Linked DNA regions of Danio rerio: region 1 is linked to region 2. The links are chromatin contacts, called in public Micro-C maps. All regions are on one chromosome and are shown on one strand. The core of a region is the stretch at or near the end of the contact, and the rest is flanking DNA. Distances in the headings are between cores, read along the strand shown.

Region 1 (4,024 bases), core at 280-2,779, 120 kb before region 2:
AATGAAATTTGTTTCAAAAAGATTTTTTTTCCAAGAAAAATATTCAAATATTTTTTTGGTTTGTGCCCATCCACTTGGCTACTCTGTGCGGTGATGATTTGTTTCGCTTATTTAATTATTGCTTCAATGTTATTGATGTATCACATACCTCTGTCATATATTTGCAAATATTTTTAATACGTCATTAATACGTCATTTTAATACATCATTAATACGTAATTTATACGTCATTTTAATACGTCATAAATACGTCATTTTAATACGTCATTAATACGTCATTTTAATACATCATTAATACGTCATTTATACGTCATTTTAATATGTCATTAATACGTCATTTTAATACGTCATTAATACGTCATTTTAATACATCATTAATATGTCATTTATACGTCATTTTAATACGTCATTAATACGTCATTTTAATACGTCATTAATACGTCATTTTAATTAGTCATTAATAAGTCATTTTTCTTGAGCATTTGATTTTTCCATGGTGTTGATGTGCTTTCATTTTCTCTCTCACTCGTGGCAAGTTAAGGTGAGGGAGTGTTTAATTAGCAAGCCATGGCTGGAAAATATAGGCTACATTTAGATATAAAGGAAAACATCTTAATAATAAAAAGCAAATACATGTTTGATACTATAAATGTCATAACAAGGACATAATGAAGATTATTTGCCAGCAAGCATCAGTGTTTATTGAGATTGAAATACTGTTTAAAATATTCAATTAAGATAAGAAATATTGTTATAGCAACAGCTTTGGGAAATAACGCTCGTCATAGAAGTCACAGGATGAAGGATCATGAAGCAATGTGTAGTCTGGCACATTTTTACTCACGACAAGTCAAGATTTAATCAAGACAAAATCACTAAATCTGGCATAGTGACTTTTGTAACTGATGACAAAAATTGTGTGATTTGAAAAATCCATGTGAATCCAAATGTTAAAAAAGTAGGGTAGAGTATAGCTGTCAAGCGTATCCATTACTAATTTGAAGTTATACAAAATAATGTCCATTTTCAAATCTATGATCTATCTGATATCTATTTCATTCTTTTATTTATATAATTTTTTTGTAATCTCAAAAACATTTATGAATTTTTTCATCTGTTGAACCAAAACAATATTTTGAAGAATGTTGGAAAAAAAGAAGCCATTGACATCCATAGTAGGAACGAAAAAAAATACTACCAACATCAATGGCTGTTTATTTCTTTTTAACATACTTCAGTACATATTTGCTTTTGTTCAACAGAATAAAGAAATTTAAACAGGTTTGGAACGAGTGGAGAATGAGCAAATGACAGAATTTTCATTTTGGTGAACGGTCTCTTCAAATAGAAACAAAGAAACTGCAATTAACAACAGTGCTGTTATGATATGCAAAGCAGGTTTATCGCTGTGCATCTTTATGCACATTTACCAGACTTCTGTATAAGAACTGCCATATTCATATTTTCGGCTTGTTCCGGTTTGACCTACAGTCCTGACCGTTGAAAGTGCTGCTTGTTTTTCACCCACCCGCCACCTACACACGCAAAACAGGTACCTGCCTCGACACGTCTATCTGTACCACTGATTGTACAGAAACAACCTTCAGACTTCACATTAAAAACTAAGGCGTTTTTCTGCACAGAAAACTTCTTTCTCCACTTGAAATATCAGTTTATATTTAAGGAAGATTCAATTTGATCTCAAATGCAATCTTTGATTATTTACAATTGCATTTGCAAAAATTCTTTTTAGCCTCTGCCTCCTTGGAAACAGTCTTGCCCGCTAAATATTTACGTGGTTAGTTATTAACAGTTTCATATAATCAGCCATTACCAATGCCAGAGGACAAGAAAGAGGCTATCGTTAAGTGAAGCATGCTAATGAAAGAAAACTGACCTAAAAACTGACACTGCACACTTAGATGGCATAGGAAAAACTTCCAAGCAGCAGAAAATGTGAGAAAATGTGGCACTGATGAGTATGCAATGCAAATCAATGATAGTCACCAGTTTGCTGGCATCTTTCTGATTACTCTAACCTACTCTAATGCATCAGAACACAATATGGATTAGTGAACATAGCAACTTGCAACTAAAAAGTAATTACATAAAAGTGTTACATAATATTCAACACACATCTTTTCATGTGCACTGCAAAAATATGACAAAAAGCCTAACAACAGATATTTTTGTTAATTTAACTAACTAAGTTAATTTAACTAAGTTAATCAGTTAAGTTTTTCTAAATTTAACCAATTAATTAATACTAATATGTTACTTCTGGAGTCAGCTTGACTGATGTAAGTTCATCAAATTAAAATATTTCAGGCAGCAAGTATTTTTTAGAGTTTTAGCATCTTGTGATAACTGTGTTTTAAGTGTCTTGAAGCAGTAGTTTACATTTTGATTTGAGAAAACAAAATGTATCAGACATCTTTTTATGTTACATAAAATCTAATTTATTCTGTGGATTTTTAATGAAGAATGAACATACAAATGGCTTATATGTTAATAATAATGGCTTGCAAAAATATATACAGCCAGTACGTTTAAAAGTCATTGGCCAATGGTGGATTTGGAACGTAGATATATACGCTAGATACCCCATAGGGACCCTTATCATGCGTCAATAGTGCTGCCACATTTGCACAGTGCTCCCAGGACAAATGTCATTCAACCGCAGTAGTCAAGACTAAAGGAAATCTGAATTTAGTGGTGTATGGGTGTAGTAACGAGCAAACAAAGAAGACAAAGTATAAAGGCAGAACATTTCATAGGGAAGATTTCGTTTTTTTATGTTTTTGTATGTTACAAACTTTTGTGCAAAACAAGTAACATTATTGATGCTTAAACAGTCACTTTCTGCAGAGACCATACGGCAAAGTAGCACCAACTTGCTCTAAATTCTAGCCTTATGCTAGTTTTGTTAAATAAAATCAGCAAACAATGTAAATGAAATATGACAAGAAGATGTAGTGCTAGAAAGTAGTGCAGTGCTAAACACTTTTATTATTATTGTCGGCTAAGTGAAGTACAGACTTGTTTTTGAAGTAATTTATAAGGCTGCCTGGTAACATAGCAATGCCTGCACCTCAATGTGCATACTGTCCATCCTAAATTATTGAATATTACAAATGTTATACCATTTCGATCAGTAAGGTGGATGTGCACATTGAGACACGGGGATATCAGTAACAATTTACAATAAGGTTCATTAGTTAATGCATTTACTAACATGAAGTAATCATGAACAACACATGTACAGCATTTATTAATCATAATTGAACATTTACTAATGCATTATTAACATCCAAGTCCATGCTTGTTAACATTAGTTAATGCACCATGAGTTAACATGAACTAACAATGAACTACTGTATTTTCATTAACTATTGTTAACTAGCATGAACAAATACGGTAGTAAACGTATTGTTCCTTGCTTGTTAATGTTAGAAAATGCATTAATTAACATTAACTAATGAACCTTATTGTAAAGTGTGACCGGTATATCAAACCGCTTTTTTAGTGATGAGCGAAAAGCTTAGATGATGAGTGATAAGCTTAGGTGAAAAGTGATATCGATGTTCCTCATGAGTCATTCACAAACTGATCGCTCCCTCGTTTGGAATTAGAAGTAAAAGCAGGACAGGAGATGTGACTCAAGACATGGATTAGTTCAAATTTAACAGGGAGGGAGGATAATACATTTACATGCACACAAACACACACTCTCTTTGTCGGCAATGCACGCGCGGTCACATATCCATCGATGTAGAAAATGGATGTAATTAAAATAAATATTTGCATATTGACCAATGGGAAAACTCCCGATTGTAGATAGATGTATATATGTGTATATATATCTCCAGATAGCCAGTCCTACACTATACCTGGGTCCCACATTCATTTTAAAGGAGCGCTACTGTCACCGACTCGGTCCCAGTCACTCCCCTCGCTGGCCAGCAGAGGCCGCCATCTCCGGACTTCTAGCATTACATCATCCACTTACGCTGATTGTGCACAC
Region 2 (3,917 bases), core at 1,305-3,804:
AACATTTGATTAAAGTGAAATTACATTGAAACTGTTCTACATTGATACAAAATAACAGCTTTCGTCCCCGCTCTCCTCTATTGATTTTCAACATTCTTTCATTTTTTTTTTTAATTTGCAAGAAACAAATCAAAAAAAAAAAAAAAAAAAAAAAAGATGTTTTCAAAACGTGCATGCACAGAATTAACTTGTTTGGGTGTACTATCCCTTTAAGGACACAGACTCATTCAAGGTGTGTGACTCCCCCTGTTGGGGATCTTCAGCACTGACGTCTACATGCTAGTTTACACTAAAAATGAATATTCTGCCATTGCTTACTCGCCCTTAAAAAAAAAATAATGTTCTCACACTTGTCATTGCAAACCCATAAGAAGATTGTGTGTGTTAAGCAAACATGCCTCACCTTCCCCGATTAAATGGTTTCTGCGAACATTGCTAGCCTAGCTGATCAATGTTTATGTGAACAGAAGCCCAAATTAAATCTGTTCGTCATCGTAACTGGAAGCCCTCGTAGAGTTAGAAAGTGTTTGAATGATTAAAATGGGAATTGCATTTCCTTCAGTGGTAACTGTTATGGTCCCTATACGGATAATTTGCTGCCTTCTAATGGTGGCGAGTTAAAACTACAAAATCCTACTGGCATATGTCCCAAAACACACTAGAAACAATTTAAATGTGCACTTTTTAATGGTTAACAGTTGATGTATTGTAATGTTTTTGAAGTGTTTAGTTTGTGTTTCATCAGGTATGAAGTGATTGCCTCTTTAGAAGACTTAATAAAGACATTCAATATGTAGAAAAAAATAATAAATTATGCATCAGAATATTGATGAACATACTTTTGAGAAACATAAATCTCTCACATTTGACTAAAAAATACTTTGTGTTTTGATGATGAGTAAAAGTCTTATAGGTTTGGGATGTCATCAGAGAGATTTCAAAGGGGGTGAGTTAACACTTTAATCGAGCCAGTTATTGAATATTGCTCACTTTTGAACTATGATGAAAGTAAGCAACTAAAAAGGCAACACCGATTAAGGACTATGGAAACCCAGCAAATATTATTTCTGATTAAAGTAATTAGGTTAATTATCACTACACAAATGCCCACTATTCCTAGAGATAAGCTAAGCTTTATTTTATTTTGGGCACTTACAATTGAGTAATACAAAGCAACCGATTATCATAGTTTATGTTTCAAATTCATGTAAAAAATTAATTAAAAAATCCAAATAGCATAAAATGTATTGAAATGTAATTGATCTGAATACATTTAATGCCATTTTTGAACATGATACGTTTTTATATAGATATATCCATATACAGTGCTCAGCATAATTGAGTACATTTTGAAAATGAATATTTTTATCCAATACTCAGTGAATATAGGCAATGTATTTTGGTGCATTTAAACAATACAGATTTAGTAAACAGATATATTTATTAAAATAATATTTTAGTCACCAGACAGATTTAGAAACTGAAAGATAATATAATTAAATTCAATTAAAATATTGCAAAATACAAAAAATAAATAAATACAAACTGCAAAATTTCTTCTATTTTTTCTTTATTTTTCCTATTTTTTTGTATTTGATATTGAATATTTTTCTATAACATAAATGTGGGTGCACTAAGTCTGAGGGTAATTTTTAGCATAGAAAAACATTTATTTATTTATTAAACGAGCCCATTCTAATGTACAGGGAGAACATATTTATTATATTGATATATTGACTGATTATATTGATTTGATTATTTAATGTTTAAATTTGATTAGTTAGAAAAGCAAACAAAACATAGCCTATTGTTGTGTAAAAAAATATGTATATTCCCGAAAAAATCACAACCATAAGACAAAATTATTTAACAGCGTCAAGTTATTTAAAAAATGATTATATAATTAATGAACTTCTTTATCTTAGCTCAGGGAACTGCCAGCTACGCTCTTCCAAGTGTTTGCTTTTTAATACACATCGAGTTTGTACAGGGCTGGGTAAAACAGCATTTTTTTTATTGTGCACCTTTGTCATGGAATAATTTGCAAAAAATTATTTCTTAAAACAAAACAAAATTAAATGGGAATTTAAAGACATTACAAAGAGAGCGGTATTGGAAGCATGTAATTGTTTTTGTTGAGAGGACAGATGAAATGTTGTTATGTGGTATTTATAAATCGTTTTACTGCATGGCTGTTGCCTTGGACAGGTTTCTCTTATGCAAAAGAGATTTTAAATCTCAATGAGACTTCTTGGTTAAATAATGGTAAAATAAAAAATAAATAAGAATACACAGTTAAATAACAATTAAATACCAAACTCTTACTTTAACCATGAGCTTCACATCGTCCTATAAATCAACTATTCATTGTATTAAAGCTTATTGGCCAGATCCGCGACCCCTACCACTTTTCACCCAATCACCATCCAAACCGGTGAGAGACTGCGGTTTTCACATGCGCGTGCACGGTGCATGACGTGTCTGCGGGTATATATGTGACGGCTCAGCCCGCCCCTTCTCTCCCGAAACCCCCGGCTGTTAGTGCTGTGTGAGTGCGTGTGTGCTCCGGAGCTTGCCTCGGCACACATTATATAAAAAATAAAAAAATACAAAAAAATTAAAAAACTTTTAAAAACTCCAAAAAATCCTTTTTTTCTTTTTTTTTATAAATATAAATCGGTGAAGTGGGAACCGGAGGCCTTGAAACATCGCAACAGCCCAGAAAGAAAAAAAAATAACGACATTCTGTGAGCTCGCGAAGGCCTAACGTTAGCGGTTTGCTTGATTCGTTTAATATTTCTGCGCGTTTTATTTTATTTGTCCTTAATTTTCGTCATATTAAACGACCAACCGCCTGAACCCCTCCTGCGAAGTCATCTTTTACCCGACGGATGTAAGTTTTAACAATTGGCGTTTTAAAATTAGCTTGACAGACAACTAACGTTATATTCTGACGTGGTTGAAACATAACGTACACGAAATTTAGCGAGTTCACTACTGCGACTGAGGAGAAAATGAACCCCAGCGCTCCTAGTTACCCCATGGCCTCCCTCTATGTCGGGGACCTGCACCAGGACGTGACTGAAGCCATGCTGTACGAGAAGTTCAGTCCGGCCGGTGCCATCCTCTCCATCCGCGTGTGCAGGGATATGATCACTCGCAGGTCGCTCGGTTATGCCTATGTCAACTTCCAGCAGCCTGCAGACGGTGAGTGTCATGTGTGTCGTGCCGTTTACTCCGATGACACGCGTACATCTACAGTTTCAGTTGTGTGCTTGAACATAAATCATAATGCAGTACGACTGTCTGGGTTTCACGATTTCAAGAGTTGTCCATTGATTGATTGTGAATGGGTTGAAGATGAGAATTGCATGCATATACCGCATAGTGTGTTGCATGACAGCTGATCTTGCACGCCTGTCAGTTTTAGGGCGTGGGTTGGGCGGAGAGTGTGCAGCAGAGATACATTCCCGTGAGCTGTCAAACATTTGTGAGGGAACCAGCACGATCTTCACATTGGTCAATTGATTCTGTAGCATATGATGCTTTTTGTTTCTTTGCAGGTGATCTTGTAAGTGTAGATCTCTCATATAACCTTTCAAATTAAGATCAGACGTATTTAAAATGCAATTCAAAGTTATTTAATACATTTGTTGTCCTTGTTATTCAAATACAACGTGCAGGGAGTAAGCTGTGTCTATGCAATGAATGTCTTGCTTTTGTTCTTGGGGGTTAACACTAATAATTTAGTTTAAAAAGAACTTTTATTTCTTTAGATTTTTGTTTTCAAGCATTTTTATTTGGTAAGAATAAAGTATTTTGAGGTATTAGAGTGTCTGCAGGGTCTTAATTTTCAAAAACAAAATTTTAGGCTTTAAAAAATCTTAAATTTGCATAAATATTGTGGTATAGGTCTT

Evidence for each region. Hi-C and Micro-C count contacts between places; a contact is called where the count stands out from the background.
Region 1: a contact with region 2 is called in a Micro-C map of caudal fin, with 6 times the contacts expected there. The contact joins the enhancer-like site here to the promoter of pabpc1b in region 2. A contact is called at or near these places in 3 of 18 Hi-C or Micro-C datasets (caudal fin, embryo and hematopoietic stem cells).

The regions. Positions count from the first base shown.
Region 1 is chr19:13,369,791-13,373,814 of GRCz12tu, reverse strand. All of the region lies in intron 7 of grhl2b (grainyhead-like transcription factor 2b), which reads right to left. Among named protein-coding and RNA genes, the nearest start is that of grhl2b, 29 kb to the right of the region's middle. Within about 2 kb of position 1,529, at least 1 of the 62 cell types and tissues checked has an H3K27ac peak or open chromatin away from gene starts, as enhancers often do. A contact at or near this core is called in caudal fin, where this site is marked.
Region 2 is chr19:13,248,835-13,252,751 of GRCz12tu, reverse strand. pabpc1b (poly A binding protein, cytoplasmic 1 b) reads left to right here and starts at 2,554. Exons shown (of 15, transcript NM_200882.1): 1 at 2,554-3,207. The coding sequence starts at 3,015.